2 separate regions of the Zea mays genome follow, and region 1 is linked to region 2. A link is a contact called in public Hi-C data. All regions are on one chromosome and are shown on one strand. The core of a region is the stretch at or near the end of the contact, and the rest is flanking DNA. Distances in the headings are between cores, read along the strand shown.

Region 1 (6,235 bases), core at 398-2,897, 180 kb after region 2:
CAAGGCAACACAGTGTTAAACAGTAGGGATCTTCGTCCTTAAAGTATTATCTCTTCGGGATAATAGCTTTAGGACAAAGATGGTGATGGACACTTCGGAATGCCAAAGACATGAGTTAACACATTACATGTTCTTTCCTTCATTTAACTTTGATCTGAAGGTTATATGGAGGAAGGAAATAACAAACAGAAGACTTGTGCATCTTTTAATCGTAATAGAAAGTGTGAATAATAAAAGATAAATTTGACTTATCTGTGTATCCGTCTCAAATATCATTCCTTATAAAATGATAAACGTTTACTAGCATACCTTCGGTTTCACACAAATGAGAGCTCGAAGTAAATCTTAGAAACTGAACAAGGGAGAGTTCTTTTCCTTCTATTTTCTCCAAAAAAAAGGTGCCCTATACATGATACTGTTCATCCATTTATAGGGGAGAGGTACAACTTCGTGTGAAATTACAATTATGTCCACAAAACTTGTATATATGATATACAAACGACACAAGGGTAGTATTGACTTCTATTTTTATCATCTTGACAACAAAATCTTGTGAACACCTTCTTTCAGCCTTGTTTGACTTCTGTCATCGTCTTCATGTATTATCATGACAAAGCTAATGCCTTTATCATTTTCTTAATTTATTCCGAAGGTGGGTACCGCTGAAGATGATACTGCCGAAGCACATGTGATACTTAGAGATGTATCGAAAAATAATGGTTAACTTATGTTTTTTAGACATTCGAAAGACGAAACCCAATACTGACCATAAAAATTGTTCATTAATGGCAGAACGGGGACCAAATAAGCATGTTCATGTACTGCTTTGCTGCTCATAAACACGCACATGCCAAATCCCAAACTCGACCGCGGCAGGTCGGCCGTTCACGGGCGGCGGGTCGGAGCAATCCGATCCCTTCCTTGCCCTGCATCCGCCAATGCACCCTTCTGTAGCAGAGGGCGACGCCCGAGCCGCCCGCAATGGCTGCGTGCACCTACAAGCTTTTGCCTTTCTGTTCTCATGTTACGTTAGGAGTACGTGACGGGCAGACCGGAGACCACCGGCCACCGCGCGCACGGTTGGTTGGTTGGTTCACTGCACGACGTGGTACCACTAGTAGGCTAGGCAGGCAGGCAGGAAGGAAGGAAGGCTTCGTCATCCACCTCAGCCGGTCAGCCCTCAACCCCAATTTACACGTCGGCCGGTCAAAGGCGCGCGCCGTACATTGGCCGCGGTCGACGCTCGCCGTGGCCCACGCGCCCGCGACAACGACGACGGGCGCGGTGAGATGGTGGGCGGGAGCCGTCGCTGTCGCCATCGTCAGACAAGAGAAGCTTCAGTTCGTCCTGTGTCATAAACAAAACGGAAAGAAAACCCGTCGTAGCGGACTTTTCGCGGAGCTTGCTTTCCTGGAACGCAAAGGCCACCGCGAGAGCGAGAGCGAGCTACTAGACGCCTGCCTTCACCTGCACGATGCACTGCGCCGTGGCTTCTCGTCAGCTCTCTCTGCCGCGTCCCCATGCAGCTGCTACCGGTGGGTCGAGGCATGCACTCACATCACAGGGCACAGGCACAGAAACACCTCGCTTTCTCGCCCTCCCCCTAGATACCCATTTATAAACCAACGAACAAGCCAGTAGCTAGCCAAATCCTTGCTGCCCTCCCTCCTCCGACGCCGGAGGCCATCAGAAACGCGCGTGCGCGCCCGCGCAACCACCACCACAACCCCTTTCCTATCCACGTTCTCCGGCCTCGCTCCTACTGTCTCCCGGTCGGCCGCCCACCGGCCATCGTTCGTCTCATCCCATGGGTGTTGGGGCGATGGAAGCCTCTTCTCCGGCCGGCGACGACGTCGGCGGCACGGGCATCGAGGACCTCCCGGCGGACGTCCTCGCCCTCGTGCTCCGCCGCCTGGATGGCGCGTCGCTGGCGGCGGTCGGCTGCGCGAGCTCCGGCCTCCGCAGCCTCGCCACCGACCCGGCCACGTGGCGGGCGCTCTGCTTCGCCATGTGGCCCTCCGTCCGCGACCTGCCCTGCACAGGCCGCGTCGACGGCGGTCACCGGGCGCTCTTCGCCGACGCCTTCCCCTTCCCGTGCTCGGTCTCCCCTCCCACGCCGCCGCAGCCCCTGCCCGCGCGCCTCGTGTCGGCCGTCGACCTGCGCCACGCGGGGGTCTGCGTCCTGTCGCGCGTCGTGGAGACGGACGCCGCCTCCGACTGGTTCCTGGGCGCGCCGTTCCGCGTCGACGCGCTGCTGCAGGAGGGCTTCACGTCGCCGGCCGCCGCGGCGATCGCGCCGGCCGACCTCGAGCTCAGCTGGGTCCTCTTCGACCCGGCCACCGGCCGCGCGCTCAACGCGTCCAGCCGCCGCGCCGTGGCCGTCGACCGCAAGTGGCTCACGGGGGACACCGTGGCGCGCTTCGCCGTCGTGCTCGGCGGCGGCGTCGCGCTCGACGCCGCCGTCACGTGCGACGAGCGCCGCGGCCACGTCCGGGAGGTCAGCCTGCGCGTCGAGGACGCCGACGGCGCCGGCGTCAGCGGCAGGGACGGGCTGGCCGCCGTCGCCGCCGCCATGGCCGCGCCCAGGCGGGGGTGCCGCGGCGCGGCGGAGGACGTGGCCAGGCTCAGGTACGAGGAGTTCGTCAGGGGGAAAAGGGCGCGCAAGGAGTCGAAGGCCAGGCGCGAGGGCATCCTTGATCTCTGCTGCTCTGGCGTCGGCGCCGCCGCCTTCCTCGGCTTCCTGGTCATGCTCACGTTCCGGTGAACTCGTCCGATTCGGCCCGCCCGGGCATTCGGGCATCGCGAACACCACAACCACTAGAGAGTGCCGTTGACATGTACAGTGTAGTTCAGGGAATGTGAATATGATTGGGTTGTAGGTTATACGGTCGCCTGTCAAACAACAGGGAAAGTCAGCATCATATCTCTCTTTTTTTCTCCTTTTCCAGAAAGCGAAGTTAATAAGAATTAAAAAAAAACTTCTAGAATCTCAGTGCTGTAATTTGTCCACGCCAAAGCACATCAAATTCCAACGTTCTTGAACAGGCTAGTTTTACTTCCGCTTCTCACACTGCCAACACGGATATTTGGAACCAAGGGACCCCACAGATACTACCAACCATTCCTATAGTACTCTACACCAATACACTAACACAAACCTATACAATAGTACGGGAAGGGAAGCATGCAAAAAAGTCAAAGGAAAATTACAGGCACATTCTTGCCACGAGCCAGAAAACTCCCGACAAGACTAAGCAAGCAGCCTATACAAGTGATCTCTGCAATTCCCGGCACACCAGATCAACGAACTCGTCGCTCTGTCAGGCATTTGGTGAGAGTTAGAGAAAATGATGATACCGATCCAAAACAGTTGTACCCTGTATGTTTTCAGTGTGGACAATTTTTACCTGAACAAGTCTCTGTAGAGCGTCTTTGACTCTATCCCTTGTAACAGTAAGTCTATCACTGTGTGAGGGGTTAAGGGAAGGAGGTGGAGTGGGCGGTGGAAAGGGCTGGAGCAGTGGGGTGCCATACTGAGAACGTTGAATAGATGCCGCCGAAGTGGGATGAAGAGGTGGCGCAGTAGGAACCACAGATGCACCCGGCGGAGCCAGTGGAGCTGAAGAGGATGGTGGAGGCGCAAAGAAATCTGGTGTCACAAGATTTGTTGGCCGGCTAGTGTGGGCATTAGTTCCATGGACGGGCAATGGTGAAGCTGTTGAAGCTACTGAAGGGGGCAGTTGATGTGTTGAAGCAGCAGATGGAACGATCAATGGCACATGGGAAGATGGGATGCTCTCAGTAGATGGGTGCACTCTTCCAGACGGTTGTGCGTTTGATACACTTCCAATGCTAGCAGCGCCCTGCAGATATGTTGGAAAAGCAATCTCAGCGTAGTTAGACACAACAGATATTATGTGATGCAGCATATATCCAACCATGAATGCAGCGAACTTATGTGCATACATCAACCGAGAAGCTAAAATGGTCATTGAGTACAGAATGCAGATAAATGGGGATATACCATTCAATCAAAATGAAAGTAAAATGGGATGAAATAGCTGGTAGTTGACAGTTGAGCATACACTGAAGTAACTGATTAATGATTCATCAGGGGTATCAAGGACTACAGCGGCAGACGCTGGCGGAGGTTCAAGGGGGCCGTCTATAGCAGCAGATGTAGGAACAGCCTCCAGTTCCTCAAACTCACTGTGGCCATGAAAGAAACTTCAGCACAATTGATAATATATAATTCAAAGGAAAGAATGGAGGTGTTTGAATCCAAGAGACTAGAAACGAGTAATAGACCTTTTTGTGGAAGGCACTTTAGGTTTTGGAGGTACTTTGGCGTAAGCATTCAGTATCCTGCGAATACAATTGAGCAGCAAACTGTAAACAACCTGCCCACATAATTCTAATCAAGAAGTTCACGCTGCATCCTTAGATACAATTGTTCTTTTCAAAAAAAGGAACAAGTGTGCCAAAGGTTATGCCAAAATGGTCATAATGCCCTGTCCCACGATTTTTAAGTAGTGCATGATACTGGTCGTTTTGTAGAAGTATGAGGGGAACATGACATCACCATGACATCCTGAGGTACATTTTTTAGCAAAGGCATCCTGAGATGCAAATTTTTTTTAAAAAAAAAGGGGGGCAGATGTGAAAATGATTATGCTAAAATAATCACAATCCCATATATGCATACATTTTAAGTAGAGCACGATACTAGCTATTTGTAGGAACATCAGGGAAACATGACATGACAATCTCCAAGAGCATCAAAAGTTTGTAAGCACACTGCACATCCTTGCTCTATACCTAATTTGGGATTTCACTTGCTAGGATGCAAAGCTGTGGTTAGTCAGGAAACCAACTCTTTTCTGGGCACCAATATGTAGTAGAGTAGTCGTTACTTCTTATTACAAACTAGAAAAAATCATCTGACTATTTCTGTCGATTATTTTGAATCTCACCAGCACTTAAGTAGTAGTTGACAAATGCAGTAAATCAATAATACAAGCGTCTCTCCAATGTTTTCAAGTCGTCTAGTCGAACCTAGTCGTATAGCTACTGACCAGTCGACTAGTAGCGATTAGTCGTCGATCAGACCGACTAATCGAGCCCAATGGAAGAAAGCAGAGCAGCAAGAAGCGCACTCACCATCTCAAAATGAGATAATCTTTTCAGTGCTTGATGCAGGCGAATACACAAGAGCTAGGCCTAGGCGACGAAAAGACGATGCTTCAACCTTTAAGATGACAGGCATCGTCGGCAGCAAGGCAATCGCCTGGAACTGGATCTTGTGGGCAGCAGCGGCATTGCAGCAGCATGGGTGGCCGCCTAGAACTTACGGGCGGCTCTCTGCGGACTGTAGCTGGCTGCATAGTTTGGCAACCATAAAAGGACACAATAGCAGCCCATGAGCCGATAGAAGTAGCTGCAATGGCAGCCTAGACCCCACAACTACAGCACCCATTAATCTCAAAAGCCCATCTAAAAACACATGTTCAATCTGGTCGTCTCACACCAAATCGGACGATTAATCGTGATTAGTCATCAACTACTCGGATGACTAGAATTCTGGTCGGTCTAATCGCTTCGGTGGGTCTAGTCAGGTTTAGGTTAGCGATTAGTCCGACTAATCAAAGATTAGTCGGACGACTTGAAAACACTGCATCTCTCACACTTGAGGCTAACAAGGCAAGTTACTTCATGCCCTAAAAGAGAGAACTAAGATTAGCAGGCCAGTACTTAGCTAGAACTTTCAAGATTTCGTCATCACAAGTCCTGCCACATTTCCCGTTTAGAGAATGTGATCCCAGCTAACAATGCTCACGTTTAGTAAGACTACGCATTTCTCATTCATCCACAACTAGCTGGAATGCTGGATCTTGAAAAATACATAACCCTACATATTTCAGATCAGAACTACTAAATATGGTAAAGTAATGTTAATAATCTACATAAATTCAGACAAAGACTCCTCCGACATGGGGAGATGAGAATACATGAAGACCTTTACCTTCCAAATAGACTTGCAACAGCTTCACAGTCCTGTTGGTTGTAAAACCAAATTCCATTGACTTCTTGTGAAGCGTTCCGGTACAACAAATATGGAGGTTGAAGCTCGTATTCAAAATCACTTAAGAGATCCTCCACCAGATTATCTGTTGAGAACAACATCATCGGACCCCTCGTGAAGGATTCACCACATGAAGCATCTAATTTTGTGCAC
Region 2 (6,130 bases), core at 395-2,894:
TTCAAAGGAATTGTCTCTTAATAGAAACGTGTCACGCACGTTAAAAAATGGCGCTGCATGCTTGGAGACACGCGCAAGTTGAAGCTGCTGACTAGCTATATTTGTAAATAAAAAAAAACTCTTGATATAAGATGTCACACACTGACGTACCACAATAAAAACTTTTACTGATGACAGAACTCTCCTGGTAAGAAAGACCTTTAGCTAAATGACACGGCATCCCTATAATTAATGATACTTTTTACTGATAACAAACCACTAGTAGTAATATTGAATGACCATGCATGCATGCATGGCATCAGTCTCATCACCAGCCACAAAGGCAAAGCATCAGATGGAGGGTTTCCTCCTTCTGGATGCCGTAGTCCGCCAGGGTGCGTCTGCCCTCAAGACGCCTGCCGCGAAAGATGATGCGCTGTTCTAGGGGTGGGATGCCCTCCATTTCATAGATCTTCACCGTGATACTGTTGACGGTATCTGAGCTGTCGACCCTAACAGTGGTGGTCTTTCCGTTTTGCATCTTCACAAAGATCTGCATTGCGTCACTTGTACTTGTACATGGGTGGATGACAAGGAGAAGCGTGGACTCGTTGCAAATGTTGTAGTCCGCCAAGGTGTACTTGCCCTCTAGCTGTTCGTCGCCAAAGATGAGGCATTGCCGACCCTTGGGAAATCCCTCGTTGTATTCAATCTTGTCCTTTATGATGTCAATAGTATCTAAGCTATCAACATCAAGAGTGATGGTTAGGCCTTTTAGCGTCTCCTTCACATAGATTTGCATCTTTTCTTGGAGGTCAAGCGTGGATTGATGCTGGATGTTATAATCAGCCAGTGTGAGGTTATCCTCCATCTGCACTCCTTCAAAGACAAGGTGGTATTTTTCTAAAATCTTTTTCTTAACTGTATGCAAGGTATCGTCAGGTTGGACCCTGAGGCAAATCATCTTGCCGCTGGGGCTCCTCACGAAGATCTGCATTCTGAATGAGCACACCCACCAAACATCATCAGTTGTTTTAATGTAGACAAAAAGAATGCTTTGATACAACTTTTAATTATTTGAGCTATACAACAATGCACAAAAAGCGCCAACATTTCCAATAGGCACCACCTTAAAAATAACATGGCTCACATTGAAGAGAGAAACTGAATGTGTTAGTTCACATTTTTGCTGAATACACTTTCTACTTGCCAGCCAGAATGCATCGATCTAATTGGAAAACAAAATTTGCAGCAATGCAGCCCTTCGTATGAACCAGCAACTGAATTCAACAGAAGACCCTTTCATCTTTCTTCTGTTTAGGCTATAGAACAATTAATATCCAAAAAAACAACAACTCAAACAGGTTGTAGAAGAAGATAAATTGAGAGTCCTCACAACGAATCATTTGAGACGAGACACAGATTCCAGCCAATACTCCAGTAATCCTACTACCTGACACAGTGACACTGACACTACGCTTGCTATATATAGAGAGATCACCGGACACCGGTACCACAAATACGAATAAGACTGCTAGTATAGAGATTAGAGCTACCTCGTATACCTAAAGCCCACAAAGACGGCTTGTTCCTCGGATCCGTGGGCGTTCTTCGTTCCGCCGGAGTGCCCAGAGAGATGGAAATTGAAGTGGACGGGCGATGACTTAGCTAGGGTTGGTGATAAGATGCATTTTATAGTCGATCGTGCTGGGCTGCTGGCTGTTTGGATATGGGCCAGGCCGGGGCGGCGTCTCTCCATACACATATTTTCATGTACGTAATATCCAAAAGGAAAACTAGCACTCACATTTAATATATAGTCCATCGTGCTGGGCTGCTGGCTGACTTCGACGCTCATTATTTAATTGGATATGGGCCAGGCCGGGGTGGCGTCTCTCCATACACATATTCTCAAATACTCCGTTACATAATAGAGTTCGTTTTACCATTTGCTTTTTTTATCTACTATATTTAAATAAATGATAATAAATCTAGACATATTTATAAAACAGATACACTTGTTATTGTATAGATCCAATAAAAGACTAAAACGAATTTTAATTTGGAATAAAGAGAGTACGTAATATCCAAAAGGAAAACTCCAACCCGCACGCCACGTGTTAAGATGAGCGCGCGACCGAGCCTGGTCTACCTTTGGCCTGCTAGTCGTGGCCCACTCCACTTCGTATTCCTCTTCCAGCCCTCATTGTCGTCGCCGAGGAGCCGAGCCTAGAGAGCAGGCGGAATGTGGGGGAGCAGCCGATGGCAAAGTCGCCTCCAGGCGGGGTGGTGGTTGATGCCGGCGGGGCATAAGGTTAGGATTTCGGGTTGGGTTCCATTATTCACTAGCTTAGAGGGAGGGTTTTAAGGCGGCGATGGTTTGGCGGTGGAGTCGGTTTGGTCGCCGGTCAGGCAGGTTCGGACAACTAGTGGGCGGTTGTGGGCAAAATTGCTTATTTGGGTTCTTATATGTTGCTTCTCAATAAAATACCCCACTAACATTGTCAATAGCTAAAATACCCCACAAATACGAGTGCCTCTCGCCGAATTACGCCACCATTAGCCTGGCCTTGGTACATTACAATTATACCCCTGTTAATCACCCTATTAACGCAATATCTCTCGTCCTCACCTTCTTGTTGGTGCCGATCCGCGCGCCAATCACATCGATGAATATCAGTTGCGGTGCCCTCTACGAAGGTGCAGACGGTCCGAGGCCGAGGGCCGGACGGTCCGCGACCTGGCGCCAGAGCTAGGGTTTCTGTCTGACGAGCCGGACGGTCCGCGCATGCATAGGGGCGGCGGAGTTCACCGAACAGCGCTAGGATCTCGCTCCCTGGAGGGATCCCATTGTGGAGGAGAGATCCTAGGGTTTGTCTTGGGATCGGCAGGCCACCCAAGACGCCTCTAAACGACGTAGAGCCGGAGAGAGGTGAAGATTAGAGAGAGGAATCTAAGTTATTGTATACTCTTAGGGCAAAAAGTAAAGAACGGAAGATAATTTTATTGTTTGATCTATTGTTGGTTGTTCAATTGGCCATACCGCTTCAAATATATAAGGGGGGAGGTCTAAACCCGTTCCTAGGAGTTCTCCAACAACTCACGTGGGATTAGAGGGCTAAACACGCGAGGAGATTGGAGTTTTAACCGCCTGATTCAATCTATTCGGACCGTTCGCACCTATGGGCGGACCGTCCAGCCCTGTCCACTGCCACAAATGGTGCTCAACACATGCCTCCCTGCCTTTTGGAGAAGTTGAGCGAACCAAAAGCACTAACATAGGCTGGAACTAACTCGATGTGATCACATCGGTTCTCTTAGGCATCTTGCCACACACTAGGATGGTATTGCTTTAGGAAACACCTGGTTAGTGCCTTGGGCAAGCCTTCGCCTTGTAATGTTTGCAACAAGTAGGTGTTACAAGACATTACTGTTGGGGCCATGCTTCGTCGCCGAAGGTCCTGCAGGAAGAAACACCTTCGACAAATTCGTTTAAACATAGTGTCGAAGCTACCACTCATGAAGCTTCGGTACTATAACGTATCTGAAGACGAAGGTTCGAACCGACTTAAAAATGAAATGACTTCTTAGTCCATAAGGGTGCATGATTGTAATTTCTCACAGGCTGCGTCATATGCCTATAAATAGATGAACAGTACTCCTTTACTGTTCACGCAATCCTATAATCATTGACGCATCACACTGGAATTATTGTTCTTTGTCAAGGCAAATGTATAAATGTACTTGAATATTATGTTTTAATATTTAAGTTTGTATAATAAAATATATGTTTAATAATATCTGTCATTGGTATAAATTTCTTTAATTTTTCATATTCTAGCATTGTTTATATTGTTCTATAGAGCTAATCACGAAGGTAAGACCTTCGTGATATTTTGCTTACGGTCTTCGTCCGAAGTTCATTATATCCAAAGGGAGATAATGCTTCAGCGGACGAAGGGCATTAACGTTTAACATTTTATGTTGCCTTGTTCTTAATTCATAGCATTTGAGAACAAGTCCCCAACATTGGCGCCCACCTCTGGTGAACTCACTTTCACTTGTTTGAGCTGATGGCTTCGTTCCACAACCAAGCTGGAGCTGCTTCGGCTCCGAAGCTGGTGCTCCCGATAACAGGCGGTTCATGTTCAGAGCCAGCTAACAAGAAGCAGAAGAAGGAGGCACAGAGAAGGGTACAACATGTCGGGGTGCAAGGACCCTTTATCAAGTCAAGATGGTCCCACATCCCAATTACCTTCTCTCAAGAGGACCTTCAGCTCAAGGATTACCCTCACAATGATGCTATGGTTATTTCTTGTGTTATCAAAGGATTTCTGGTTCACAATGTTCTAGTTGACATAGGCAGTGCAGCGGATATTATATTTGCTAAGGCCTTCAGACAAATGCAAGAGCTCGAAGATAAGATCCATGATGCTACACATCCCCTTTGTGGCTTCAGAGGAAGGCAGATTGTAGCACTCGGCAAGATTACCATGCCAGTGACCTTCGGATTTGTCAACAATACAAGGACTGAGCAAGTTGTGTTTGACATTGTCGACATGGAATACCCTTACAATGCAATCATTGGTCGCGGAACACTCAATGCTTTCGAAGCAGTTCTTCATCCAGCATATCTTTATATGAAGATACCTTCGGATCAAGGACCTATTGCTATTTATGGGAGTTAGGAAGCTGCCAGAAAGGCTGAGGGGAACTGGACATATTCAAAGGCAATCCATAATATAGATGAAGCCGAAGCTTGTGAACAATACAAGTACAGAAGGGAGAAGGTTGCTTCAGCCGATCAGCCGAAACCCATGCTTTTATGCGAAGATATCGCAGAGCAGAAGGTGCTATTGGGATCTCAATTGTCTGAGGAATAGGAGAAAACCTTGATAAGGTTTCTGTTCAACAACAAAGATGTCTTTGCGTGGTCAGCTAATGATCTCTGTGGTGTTAACAGGGATGTCATTGAACACTCGCTCAATGTTGACCCATCCTTCAGACCTAGAAAGTAGAGGCTTTGGAAAATGTGTGACGACAAAGCTGAAGGTGCTCGGAATGAAGTAAAAAGACTTCTTAGCGCTGGGGTCATCAGAGAAGTGAAATACCCAGAGTGGCTAGCCAACACTGTTATGGTGAAGAAGGCCAATGGTAAATGGAGAATGTGTATTGATTTTACTGATCTCAACAAGGCTTGTCCAAAGGATGAATTTCCATTACCAAGGATAGATTCTCTGGTAGACGCAGCAGCTTCGTCAGAGCTTATGAGTCTGCTAGAATGTTACTCAGGCTATCATCAAATTTGGATGAAGAAGGAGGATGAGGCAAAAACCAGCTTCATAACCCCTAGTGGAACATATTGTTATCTTCGGATGCCTGAGGGGCTCAAGAATGCTGGAGGAAGCTTCAGCAGAATGACAGCGAAGGTTCTCCATTCTCAGATAGGCAGAAATGTGCTAACCTATGTTGATGATATTATAGTAAAAAGCACCAAGCAAGAAAATCACATTGCTGATCTGCAGGAGACATTCGCTAATTTCAGACAAGCTGGTCTGAAGCTGAATCCAGAGAAGTGTGTCTTCGGAGTAAAGAAGGGGAAATTCCTTGGTTATCTGGTCTCAACAAAAGGAATCGAAGCTAATCCAAATAAGATCGAAGCTATTCTTCGGATGGAGCCGCCAAGCACGAAGAAGGGGGCTCAACGACTGACAGGAATACTGGCATCTCTCAATCGATTCATATCTAGATCAGCAGAGAGAAATTTACCATTCTTCGAAGTGCTGAAGTCAGCCGAAGTCTTTCAATGGGGATCAGCTCAGCATAGAGCCTTCGAAGAGCTGAAGCAGTATTTGATAGACTTAACGACGTTAACTCCACCAGCGCCAGGGGCTCCTCTGTTGTTGTACGTGGCAGCTTCACACTCTACAGTGAGTGCGGCACTTGTTCAAGAAAAACTTGAGGGACAAACCAAAAAGCAAGCCCCAATATACTTCGTCTCCGAAGTTCTTAGTCTATCAATGAAGAATTATACAGAACTGAAGAAGGTCTTATATGCCGTCTTAATGGCATCCAGGAAACTTCGACATTATTTTCAAGCATATCATATAATTATTCCTTCGTCACAACCTTTGAAGGATGTCATGAGGAA

Evidence for each region. Hi-C and Micro-C count contacts between places; a contact is called where the count stands out from the background.
Region 1: a Hi-C map of tassel shows a contact between it and region 2, with 4 times the contacts expected there. The contact joins the promoter of LOC100284845 here to the promoter of LOC103647073 in region 2. A contact is called at or near these places in 6 of 25 Hi-C or Micro-C datasets (bundle sheath, ear, endosperm and 2 more).

Annotation. Positions count from the first base shown.
Region 1 is chr2:147,301,140-147,307,374 of Zm-B73-REFERENCE-NAM-5.0, forward strand. LOC100284845 (F-box domain containing protein) reads left to right here and starts at 1,648. Exons shown (of 1, transcript NM_001157740.2): 1 at 1,648-3,403. The coding sequence starts at 1,808. The coding sequence ends at 2,764. LOC100279265 (Dcp1-like decapping family) reads right to left here. Exons shown (of 8, transcript NM_001152286.1): 4 at 6,023-6,167; 5 at 4,309-4,365; 6 at 4,086-4,209; 7 at 3,408-3,863; 8 at 2,948-3,317. The coding sequence ends at 3,264.
Region 2 is chr2:147,116,586-147,122,715 of Zm-B73-REFERENCE-NAM-5.0, forward strand. It overlaps LOC103647073 (polyubiquitin), which reads right to left and starts at 1,645. Exons shown (of 2, transcript XM_008671635.4): 1 at 1,545-1,645; 2 at 147-977. The coding sequence starts at 976. The coding sequence ends at 308.